2 separate regions of the Oryza sativa genome follow, and region 1 is linked to region 2. A link is a contact called in public ChIA-PET data. All regions are on one chromosome and are shown on one strand. Each heading gives the region's core, a stretch centred on a gene start, on an enhancer-like site or on the middle of the called end of the contact. The rest is flanking DNA. Distances are from core to core; before and after follow the strand shown. Region 1 holds the start of LOC4345509. Region 2 holds the start of LOC4345512 (protein ACCELERATED CELL DEATH 6).

What was found. ChIA-PET counts read pairs in DNA pulled down with a chosen protein or histone mark.
Region 1: a contact with region 2 is called in an H3K27ac ChIA-PET map of leaf, with 6 times the contacts expected there. The contact joins the promoter of LOC4345509 here to the promoter of LOC4345512 in region 2.

What each region holds. Positions count from the first base shown.
Region 1 is chr8:19,218,233-19,224,005 of ASM3414082v1, reverse strand. LOC4345509 reads right to left here and starts at 2,684. Exons shown (of 3, transcript XM_015792611.3): 1 at 2,545-2,684; 2 at 2,019-2,384; 3 at 1-1,904. The coding sequence starts at 2,364.
Region 2 is chr8:19,274,170-19,280,150 of ASM3414082v1, reverse strand. LOC4345512 (protein ACCELERATED CELL DEATH 6) reads right to left here and starts at 4,324. Exons shown (of 4, transcript XM_066303542.1): 1 at 3,544-4,324; 2 at 2,316-2,947; 3 at 2,093-2,211; 4 at 1,463-2,024. The coding sequence starts at 4,282. The coding sequence ends at 1,634.

The DNA of each region.
Region 1 (5,773 bases), core at 1,435-3,934, 55 kb after region 2:
AACTAGTGCCTTCAAAATATCATCATCTTCCAAGCTCAAAGCCTTTTCATCGATAAGGTTGTCCTTGCCCGCCAATCCAGATGTAGAGGCAATCTTCATAGGAATATCTTTACTTTGATCTGGACGTTTTACCTTCAACTTCTTATGACCAAATGAAGCACTATTTGTGGAGAAGGGTCTATGCAGAGTGTTCAATGGAGGCTTATGGCTTGCTCTGACAGGTGGCTTGACTACTTTTCTAGCTGTTGATAGTATCTTACTTCTCATGATACCATCACCAAATACTCCTGTTGCAATATTCATCGATGATTTAGCAGCACCTTTGGGTAAGGTCCCTTTGTATTTGTTCATCACCTTAACATCTTCAGCAGCTGCAGATGCACAAAGCCCCCCCTCATGTCTACCAGTTGTAGACTCGTGTGGGATAACATGGGTGGCAATTTGAGCATCCTGAACACGGTATTCCCCTGTAGTCATCTCAACGTCCTCCAGTTCTTGGTCAATTTGAGCAATGCCACCATGATCTTCAATTGCAAGACTGGGAACTTCCCCTTTCATGCCATGACTCCCCAACACTCTCTTGCCGTGGACAATTTCATTTGAAGGACCACCAAACGAACATTTAGGAGAAGCATCAGGTAAGATAGTTTCACATTTGCCTCCCATTGGCAAGTCATGTTCAGTTTCCTGCGCAGCATCACTGCCCCCTTCTTGCAATGCCTTAATTTGCATCATCTCATCATAAGCGTGACTTGTCAAAACTTCAGTAACAGCAAACGTTACAGGAACAACACCCTCATGTCTTTCACCTGCAGAATCATCAAAAGAATCACAACCAACAACTTTTTGTGACTCTACATCACAGTATGCCTCATCAGCCACCTCACCCTCCTCCAATTCCTGGTACTGTACTGTTCCATCCAAAACACCGACAGCTCCAACAATGTTCGCCGTACACTGGTTAACCGAATGTTTACTGCCATCCGTAGCCATCACCTCCTTTGACACACCCCCACCAACATCAACAGGCATGACTTCCAAACCTGAACCCACCTTACCCTCTTCTCTGCGAGCAAGTGGAGCTGCAGCGTCCCTCCCACACCCAGCAGTGAAGCGGTGCGTCGCAGATACAGTCCTCCTCATGGGAAGCAAATTCACAGCTTGAGCCAACACTTCCCTCTTTCCCAGCAATTCACCATTGTGTGCTCCCTTTCCCCTTGCTGCCCCTTCTGCACCATTCTCTGGTGAACCAACTTTGAAAGCAACCAGATTCTCATCCGAAGCATGTGAAGATTTCATCAAGACCGTGTCCATCACAGCATGATGATGCACATTCGCCATTGAATCACCATTACCCGCAGACGCCACCTTCTCACCCAGAACAGCACGGGCAGGCGCCCCATCCGACGGACGAACACCACCACCACGGCCCCGGCCGCGGCCGAGTGGAACAGCAGAGTCCCTACCGAAATCTGGTGGAAACTGGCGCTTAGCGGACACCACCCTGCGCTTGGGCGGCGGAAGCGGGGCCCGCTTCTCTAGCCCCCTCTTCGTCCCCAACTCACCGCCGCCATTTCTCTTCTCCTTCGCCACCAAGGGGCCAGCAACCCGCTCGCCGCCGTGCGTGGCCAAATCACCGGCGACGGCCACCGCATTTCTCGCCGGCGCCACCACCTCGCGCTCACGCTCCATTCCACCTCCTCTGCCTCCACCACGAGTCGTCCCCTCCAGCACGCGCCCTCGCACTGTACTGGTGCCCTCGCCTCGCCCATCCGCAGCGACGGGACGAGGAGGAACCGCGCCCGGGCGAACGTCACGCTGCGTGCATCGGCTTCTCCATGGCTGCGCCGCGTGGAGCATCATCTCGGAGAGTTCCAGCGTCGGCCCGTCCATCGATCGCCGCCCTACAATCACCACCACCGAACACAAACCGCAACAAATTTAGCCGTTACATAGGCAATCCATACGACGAACCCAAGCAGAGGACGTGATGAACCGAAACAGAGGCGTCCTCCTACCGTCCTCCGCTCGCGCAGCAACCCGCTCCGCGCCGGACGTGGCCGAGCCACCGGCGACGACGGCCACCGCATTCCTCCCGGTCCCCGCCGCGTCCTCGCGCCTCGCTCCGCTTCCACCACGACTCGTCCCCTCCTCCCCGCGCCCCCGCACTCCACCGCTCCCCTCGTCGCCACGCCCACCCGCAGCCGCGGGACGACGAGGAGGAGGGGGAGGAGGACAGCGAGCCGGAAGCGCGGCCGAGCGAGCGTCGTCGCCGCCGCCCCACTCCGCCCCCCATCCGCTTCTCCTCCACGTATGCCGCCGCGCAGCGCTGCTTAACATCTCCCGGAGATCCAGCCCGCTCATCGATCACCGATTCACCGCCCCTGCAAATCACCCACCACCACCACCAAGCACAAAAACCCGAACCAAATTAGCCGTTACGCACACATCCACACGCCAACACCACGAAACCGAAGCAGAAGAACACGAACGACGAGAACAGAGCCGCGCCGAAGTAGTCCCGAGGCGCGCGCGCGCCCTCACCTCCTCGTCCAGAGACCGGCGGCGACGCGGCGAGGCCGAGAGCGCGGCGAGGGGGAGCGAGGCTGCGAGCCTGCGAGGAGTTGGGGGGGTTTTGGGCGAGGAGAGAATCGAGAGAGTGGGTGGGGCCGTGAGGGGTGGAAATGTGGAATGGGAGGAAGGAGGAGCTCGTGACTGATACGGGTAGGGGCCGGGAGGGATGGGTTCGCCCGCCACGTGGCGGCCGGACGCCCCGCACCTGAAAGATTCGGATTGACTCGGGTCGGGTCGGGTCCGAACCTCCGAGTCTCCGACTGGCTCGGTCGCTGTGCACGCAACGCAAGCAAACGAGTGGGGTGAGAAAACGGTTGGGGGTAGGGCCGTCAACGAGCCGAGCCCGAGCGAGCTTACCTATATAGGCTCGAGCTCGGCACCAACTCGAGCCGAGCTCGAGTCGAGCCTGTTTAAACTACAAGCTTAGAAATGGGCTCGAGTTCGGCTCGCTCGAGTCTCGAGCTTTCTCGAGCCTAACTCGTGTGCCCTCAAATAACCAATACAGATGAAAGGAGGCTGCATGCATGCTTGTCGAGTACTACTAGTACTAGTAGCTTTTTCAAGCATAATATGACAACTAGTAGTACTATTAAATAGAGCTGCATGCATGCTAGTAGTACTAATAGGCTAGTGCTGCAGAGTAATGTAGTACTAGTAGGCTAGTGCCTGCACGGTACAGCTCTGCACGCTCTGTGTTTCTATACTGCTTTTCATTGGGAGTAAGAGTAGTACTAGCTGTTGCATTGAAAATTTAAGAACTTGACAGAGGGAAATCTGGGCTCGACGAGCTATTCGAGCTCGGCTCGTCAAGCTCGCAAGCTTGGAGCTAGGCTTGAGTTCGGCTCGAATTGTTGACGAATCGAGCTCGAGCCGAGTCTACAGCGAGCCGAGCTCAAGCAGCTCGCGAGCCTCGAGCTTTTTTGATAGCCCTAGTTGGGGGTCTCAGCAACCTTCGCTTCTCTTTTTATAGGCGGTGACGCTGAGTCGGTGACGCCGCGGTACTAGTACTCCATTACTGTAGTGCATTTACTGGGGGGCGTAAATACAATTTTAGATGGTTGTTATTGCGGCATTGATTCTACTCTACAATGGTGAAACGGCTAGGTGAAGATATTTTCCATAATAAGTTTATAATTATGATTTTCACACGGCTAATCCCATATTATCTACTCCCTCCAATCACAAATATTTTATGTTTAAGATGAGGTTTGGTCAAATTTTAAACTTCAACCATAATTTTAGTATTAGAATACATTTATGACATCGAATAACTTTATGATGTCTTTTTTTACTGTTAAGTTTATGATATTTAATGATAGTTTTAAGGCAAATCTACATACGTGTATTTTTCTTAAAACAAAACATTTAAGAAATTATTAATGGTTAAAGTGTGAGGAACCAGTTAATTAAAAATGGACACAATTATATTTAAAACTCTTGCTAAGTATTTATTTCATTATTTTGCTAAGAAATATAATTATTTTGGACCTACTTGTCATTGACACTCGTGTCAGTCTAGCAAAATTCAGCTATACAACGCATGAGTATAGCTGAATTCAGCTATTTTTTTACCATGAGAGACGGGTCCCACTGATCATTCACATTCTGGTAGACATCAGCCACACCATGCAAGTTACTCCGTAACTATACTTCGTAATCTTTACTCCCCATTAATCATCCAAAACCAACAGCAAACACACAGACTTTGGTGCGCCCCCTGAACGGTGTATGTCGGTTACTCAAACATGTCACTTACCGGTGGGTCCTCCTTGCAGCGCCGCTGATTTATTCATAAGCACTATCCAAAGGACAATCACACAGCAGGAAAGCGTATCTATTTAACAGCTTCGGCTAAGTTTGGTAATATCCATCTCAAAATATAAATATGTTTAGCTAAAAATTTAAACAATTATATATTCATATTTATAATTAAAATTTATTATATTTTAACACGAAGATAGTAATTCTATAAATTATCGCGCCCTTCACATCAATGATCTACACAAGATCATCCACACTTTTTATCTCACCCTTTTCTACTGTACACATCATGCTTAATTGCTCATTCGCTTAGTAGCAGGAGCAGTACGGATCGGGATACTCCGCATTAGAATATTATCTCTTTTTTTAAACTACATTGGAATATTATTGATGCAAGTTATATCATTTGCACAATGGCCCATCCTATCCACCCTCGATTTAAAATGATGGGCTAGATCAGGGATCCGGATCCTCTGCAGTAATGCATAGGTGCACTATTCATGTTAGTAGCACAATAAATCAATGCATCAAACAATGTCGATCCATTAACGAAAATACTGTCAAACATTGATGAGTATTGTAGCATATTTATTGTAGCGCACGATCTAATCCATCTGATCAAACAGTCTCCATTCCCTCTAATGTTGGGTATTGTAGATCAATTCAGAGGATCCTGATTCTTAGATTAGATATTCAGATGCTAAGTAACTATATGATGAGGTACTGGTCCCGATCTTCCAATAGGTAGTGATAACTCTCGATTTGGCGGAAACTTGACACACACGATTCAGCTTTCGATCGACACGATCCGAACCCTGTAATTGTAGCACCACGTCTCCTCTGGTTATCAACCGTGCACTGCCCGGTTGACCTCAAACAATCCGTACATGCGAATCGAAGAACACAAGCAAGAATAAGGTAGATTGCAACTTAATTGCATATGAATGATTAAGCGCTTCAATTTGGAGTTCTACAAACTGAGCAAGCAGCAAAACTGTAATGGCATAAATAATCTAAGCAAAACCCCATTCTAAACTATGATGGCTATTGAATAAATATGATAAGTGATGTCCGAGTTTGCCCTAGGACTCCACCTCCTTGCGCTTAGCCCATGACATAATTATAAGGCTCAAATCAAACTCGGACTGTATAAGGTACGTAACTTGTTTTGCAGACTCCCAACACCTCGATAGGAATTTTGATGTAGGACCAAAACCATCTGAAAAAGTAGATTCCATAAGCTTTCCAACAAGTACTCATGCGCCCCGAGATTCCTTCTAGATCAACAGCTAGGCCCGTTTGAAATGATGTTATCAAGAGACCGAATCCGAATCCAAAACGTGTATAACTTCTTCTTTTGCTTTCTATGGACCAAAAGTGACGTGGTAACATGGGAGTAGACTTAGGGAAGGTCTTGGTTTGGTCCCAATCAGCTTCT
Region 2 (5,981 bases), core at 3,075-5,574:
CTGTCTAGCTATAATTTTTTTATGAATTCTTGACATTGCTACTTGCTACCTGCCTACCTCCATGTCTCGAAAGTTGTATACACCATCCTGTTTACAGACTGTCACCTCCTTATTACTCGCTGACTAGCTTCGCAGTTCACACCCTATTGGACATAATGCTTTAGTGCTTATTATTACTGTCATGGACATGTTGTGATGTAATTCTTTGTTCTGAAACAGAGTGAAACGCAAATTCGTCCTAAACTAGCATAAAAAAAGAATTTCATGAAGTTCATGCATGCTACCTTCATTCATAGAAAAAACAAAATGCAGGGTTGATTTTCTTTAGAATGAAAGCCAAAAGTTGCTGATATATTTCTTTAAACCATCTGTTATCAGGGCAATTTTAAGTTCAGATATTCTTCATGTCCAATTTATCGCATATGCATTCCAGGATAGATCTGCAACTGCTGTAAAACTATTTCAGAAAGGTTGGAATACACTCAGGCAATCCTATTTTTAAAAGCCTTTTACCATTTATTTTGGTCTTCCCTTCTCTAATACAATGTTGGACTTACTGTCTACTTGCTTCAGGGAAGAAGGGAATGCCATTCGAAGTGAGCTGAAACAAATAGGTGATACTGAAAAGAAATCAGTAGTTGTGTAATAGTATCTTGCGTTATTGCCTTTTTCTATGCCAAATGGAATTTGAGAATGGAAATTGCCTCATCTTGAATTTGTCATATATTAGATGTGTGCCTGAATCCTATCAGGTCTCACGAGCATTCTCGATCAGATTCCCATGTATCTGGGTTTTGATCAGGGGTCAGCATATTTTCTGGTATCTGAATTCTGAACACTATGATGTTTACTGAAACAATTAGGTGATGTTGAACCTGTCACTGCAATTTGTTTTTCCCCATATGCATATCTGTTGGCTATTTTTTTTTCGATAGGAAAGGGTATATAAGTTTTATTCAGTCATTGTCGGCAACGATATTATAATTAGTGTGCAGAAATTATTTTTCACGGCTTCGTATCTCATAATTGCAGCATTACATTATTTTATCATAAACCAATTTTTACATTAAGATAAGATAGTATTTTGAAGATTGGAGTTCTGTAATGTTAATTTATAGCAAGGTTATTTTTCTATTGCAGATATCTGGCCTAGCTTCTCAGGTAAAGAAGAAGATATACTAACACCCTCTTGATGATTGTGAACTATGGTGTTCCTATCTAACTGTCCAATGCCAGCTTCACATATGGCATTATCTGCTGTCGGCAAATTTGAAAGCAAATGTATTGGTCGTAGGAGAAGTCTTTGATAGCTTACGTTGATGATTGCTGCAACTTTTTCCCTCAGCCCATTATATATTTTGTTTAACATGTGAATACAATGTTTTGGACATATTGTATCTTGCATATGCTTCTATTTTGCAAAAATGCCTTTATCTCATCTAGTCTCATTAACAGAGGCAGAGCCCGGCGAAAGATAATCTTATTAGCAGATAAGATAATTACACAAAGTCATTGGGTTCCACGAATCTTCAACACCGCCGGCAAGCCAAAGATAATTACATAGGACCAGAATCTTTTCCCGATGAATTTTAGGACTGGCGCTGCTTGATACCTCGCTGCCCAGATTCCAACTCTAATACGCACCGAGTTTGCCACGATAAGGGGCCTCCGGACCTCCATACATGCAGACAAGAAGGAGAGAAAAGTGATGGCGCAGACAGACTTTGCCATGGTGAGAGCAACGGGAGCTAGCACGACGTACATGCCCAAGGCGAAGGCGGCGACCAGGCTTGTAGCTGAGCTCCGCATCATGACCAACGATAGGGACTGGTATACGTAGCGGATGGAGATCTCCCGCGACGGCATCCCAGAGTAGAGCAGGCTGACGGTAGCTAGCAGAGAGCAACTGAATGCTAGCGTGTTTGCGGTGATGAATGCGTTGAAGGAGTAGCTCCCAGCAAGCGTCGGTGTCCCGCCGTTCGCGTGGTCGTCTGCTCTGTATCCCCCAGGTAACGTGAAAGCTGCTGCAAATGTCACCGTTGCAATCAGAACAGATGAAATGCCGAGAACTGAAGTTGCGTTCGTCAAGTACTCTGAATCGATTTCTTCATCCCTCCTCTTTGAATGCTTCTCATAGAAGTGGTCCTGGCGACTGTGACCAACTGGAGCTCTGGCAAGTGCTAATGATTGGTGTATCATACCTCGTGAATTCTGCAGGTTAACGTATCGTATATAGTGGGGACAGAATCAGACAACTTCATATATGTAGCTAGGATAAATTGACACAAAAGCCAGAAAAAAAAAACGATTACTACCTTTTTATAGTAGAATCTTGCAGGAATCATAATCCATGAAAGATCACGAGGTGTCAGCCCGTCTTTGTTTGGTAAATTCAAGCTCACCTCCCTATTCCGAAACAAGAGGTTGAAAATTGAGACAAGTCCAGCTTTGACAGCAAGGTGCAGCGCGGTATCCCCCTGGTTGTCCTGCACATTTAACACAGATGCAAGTTCGGGCCTTTTGCACACAAATGCAACAATACTATGCCTCTTCTTCTCCACAGCAACGTGGAGGAAAGTCTTTCCTTGCATGTTCCGCAATGCGATGCAGCCAGGGGACCTTCCGAGCAAGGTTATGACAGCCTTGAGCGTCCCATTGGAGGCAGCAACATGTATAGGATATGATCCTCCGTTATCCGGTTGGTACATAGCAGATTCATTGGCATCAAGCAGCAGCGTGGTTGGACTTGGTTTCGGATGGAAATATTCAGACCATCTTGACAAACCTGTGGTACTAGTTTTCAGCGATGCAGCGAAGTGAAGCGGAGTGCTCCCATTTTTGTCGCCTTGACTAGTAAGGTGTAAGAGAACAGGCATACTCCTATACCGGCCTCCCTGATCAATGTTGACCTTAACATCCTTGCACTTGTCTAACAGTATAGACAGCGCTGCAATTCGGTGTCGTCGGTTAAGCAAGTCCAAAGGGAAAATAAGGCTCATAATAGTAATACCCAATCAACGCCAGTACATAACTGGCATCACCACTAGTTTTTGAATTACCAGCACTTTATAAAAGAAGGAAGTGATATTAGTGCCAGAGCTAGCAATTAATGATATTTGAATTCCAAATTCAAATTTTGTAATGCCATAAACAAATATTATGTATCCATCTCTTATGGCCAGACTACTCGTATGTGTAAAACCCTTTTAGGAGTACTTTATAAATGCTGTGCATACTTTGAATACTCTAAAAAAGTATACTCTTTGATATTAGGCAGCATTTCTTTCACTGTCTTGAGAGACTATGATACTAGCTAGTATTAATTTACTTGTGTTTTTTTTTGTTTCGTTTGCACATTCTTCTTATGGCTGGTTACTTTGGATGTTTTACTTGGTACAGATGTCCAAGGAGAACCAAAGGTATCTTGAGAAATCCTGTAGTCTCAATGGGTCTCAGTGCGGCACATAACAGGATTGATTGCAGAGTTTCAATGGCCGGAATATATTATGAATGGAAAATAAACAAGGAGTTGGCCATACATACCTTCGCCGCGGTATACCGAGATATGCAGCACGTTTTGGCCTTCAGGCCCAGAGTATGACAATGTTGTAGGACTTCTATCAAGCAGGTCCCGTGCAATCTCCAAGCGCCCCAGCGAAACGGCGAGGTACAGCGGCGAGGCGCCGATGCCACGATCCTCCGGAATCCTGGCCAGCTCCGGATCCTCCGACACGAGCCTCTCCACCACCATCCTGTTGCCGCCGCGGATCGCGCCGTGTAGCGCCGTCTCCCCGAGCTTGTTCCTGGTGCTCAGGATCCGTCCGTTGGCGGCGCCGCCCTCGTGCGCGGCCAACGAGATGAGACGGCAGACCATGGCATGGTGCCCGGCTCTGGCGGCGCAGTGCAGAGGCGTGTCGCCTCTGTTGTTGGTCGCGCCTAGCAGGTGCCTCGCCCTGCCGTGGATCATCTCCGCGCACTGCACGTACTGCTCGCCGTCGCCGGAGGTGGCCACCACATGGAGGGCCGAATCCTGGTCCGAATCAAGAGTCAACCCTTCCAGGAGAGGCGACGCTGCTGCTGGACGATTTGCAGGTTGACCTTGTTGAGCTAGATCACTACTAGTACTACTAGTATTTGAAGCTCCCTCCTCCGGCATGCGGATGACGAGATGGGATTCAGCAGCCGCCTCCTCATGGTTGACGAGAAGATTCTCAAGCGCCTTGCACGCACCAGATCGTGCAGCCATCAGCAGCTGCGGATCCATAATCACAGGGGAATCCATCGCGACACCACGCCAATCGTGCTCTGGAGAGGGAGATCGTTTAGGGCGATAGCAGTGCAGGCACCCGATATTGAGTTACCCCGTACGCCAGCTAGGCCTAGCACCGTTGAAAGAAACAACCTCCACACTGCACGAGTGCACGTGACCTCAAATAGAGCCCAAAAAATTTTAGCCCACAGTGGTGTATCCTTGATTGAGTGTACCAAACAGCAGAAAGAAATAAATTACCCTAAACTTTCCTCAACTACACCCGCATCTCCTTTTCTTCTTTTTTTTTTTACTTCTCGAGGCTTCTTGCCATCTCTCGCGACTCGCCATCTCTATCCGCACAACCGCGCCTTCTCCGCCCGCCGAATCGCTCCTCAGCTCAGCCACGCCGCATCGCTCCTCTGCGCCGCCTTCGAGCGTTTTTTCCCCTCCCCCAATCGAGCGAAGGCGAGGCTCAGTGGCATGAGAGATTGCGACGCCCTCACCTCCCCCAACTCCACCAGCTCTCCCATTGCCCCTCCGCCAGCGCCCCTCCTCCCTCCGCCGGCGCCGGCTCGACGACGCCGCCTCTCCCCTCTCATCCCTGGGCGGCGAGTTAACAAGCTCCCCAGCCGCCGCGCCGTTTCTCCCTCCTCCCCATCCGTCGGCGCATCGATGCAGAGGAGCGCAGCGGCCTCGGGGATGAGCGGCAGCGGCGGCGGCATCAGGGATGAGCGGCGGAGCTTGGCGTCGACCTTGATTTGTGTTGCCGCGATGTTAGCGATTTTTCCAAATCTCCTCGGGGCCGAGCGGCAAGCGGTGATTTTGTTGCCGCGATTTGTGTTCCTTGATTTGTTGCCACTATTTTGGTGGGCGTGTTCCTTGATTTGTTGCCGCGAATTTGGTGGGCGAATTTGGGGAAAACACTTCCACGGGTGGCGCGAGGTCACGAGCGGGCGGGGGCGCGGGGCAACGCGCTCTATAGCGCTTCTCTCCGTGGGAGCGAGTGTCTCTTCTGAGGCGCGGAACCTAGCGCCACGCAAGCTCGATTCCGACGTGGTGCATCATAGCACCGATCCACGGTGTTGCACTGTGAAGGGCCTTAGCCACTCATTCCCCGCCCTCGCAGTCGGACGGGCTGCCATGAGAAATCATCATGGGAACTGCAGGGGCATTCGCCTCCTTGTCCGATTACTCCATGCCATGGACTCCCTCCCTGGCTTCCTTCTACGTAGGATTGCAATCAACGCTCTTCTCCCTCTTCTTACCCTTTCTGCAGCCTTAAGTCTGAGCTAAACTCGGTAAAGCTTGCTCTACCCCAGCAGACCGTTCGTTTTCTCTATAAAGCAGGGCATCAGTGTGTTGGCAATTTTTTGTGACAAGTTGACAACAACGATTGCAGCACCTTATGCCTTGCGGTGATCCTAGAGTCGCCAACCACCTCGATCTAGCAAAGAGCTAAATCTAGATGGGTTTTGACAAATAAACCGGCTAGTGGAGCCGATTTAAGATAACTTCTCGTTTCGTGGGCAAAACGGAAGGTTTTCAGGACAAACCTACAAAGAAATGTCGCACTCTCGCAACGGCGGCGGACAGTTTACGGTGCAAACCGACAAAGATGGACAAACTAAGAGAAAACTGAAAGCAATATGAAAAACGATTTGATTGATTGATTGTAGATTGGTTTTTTACAATGAACCAGCCATGTCCCTTATATAGGGGTTGGTCTTGT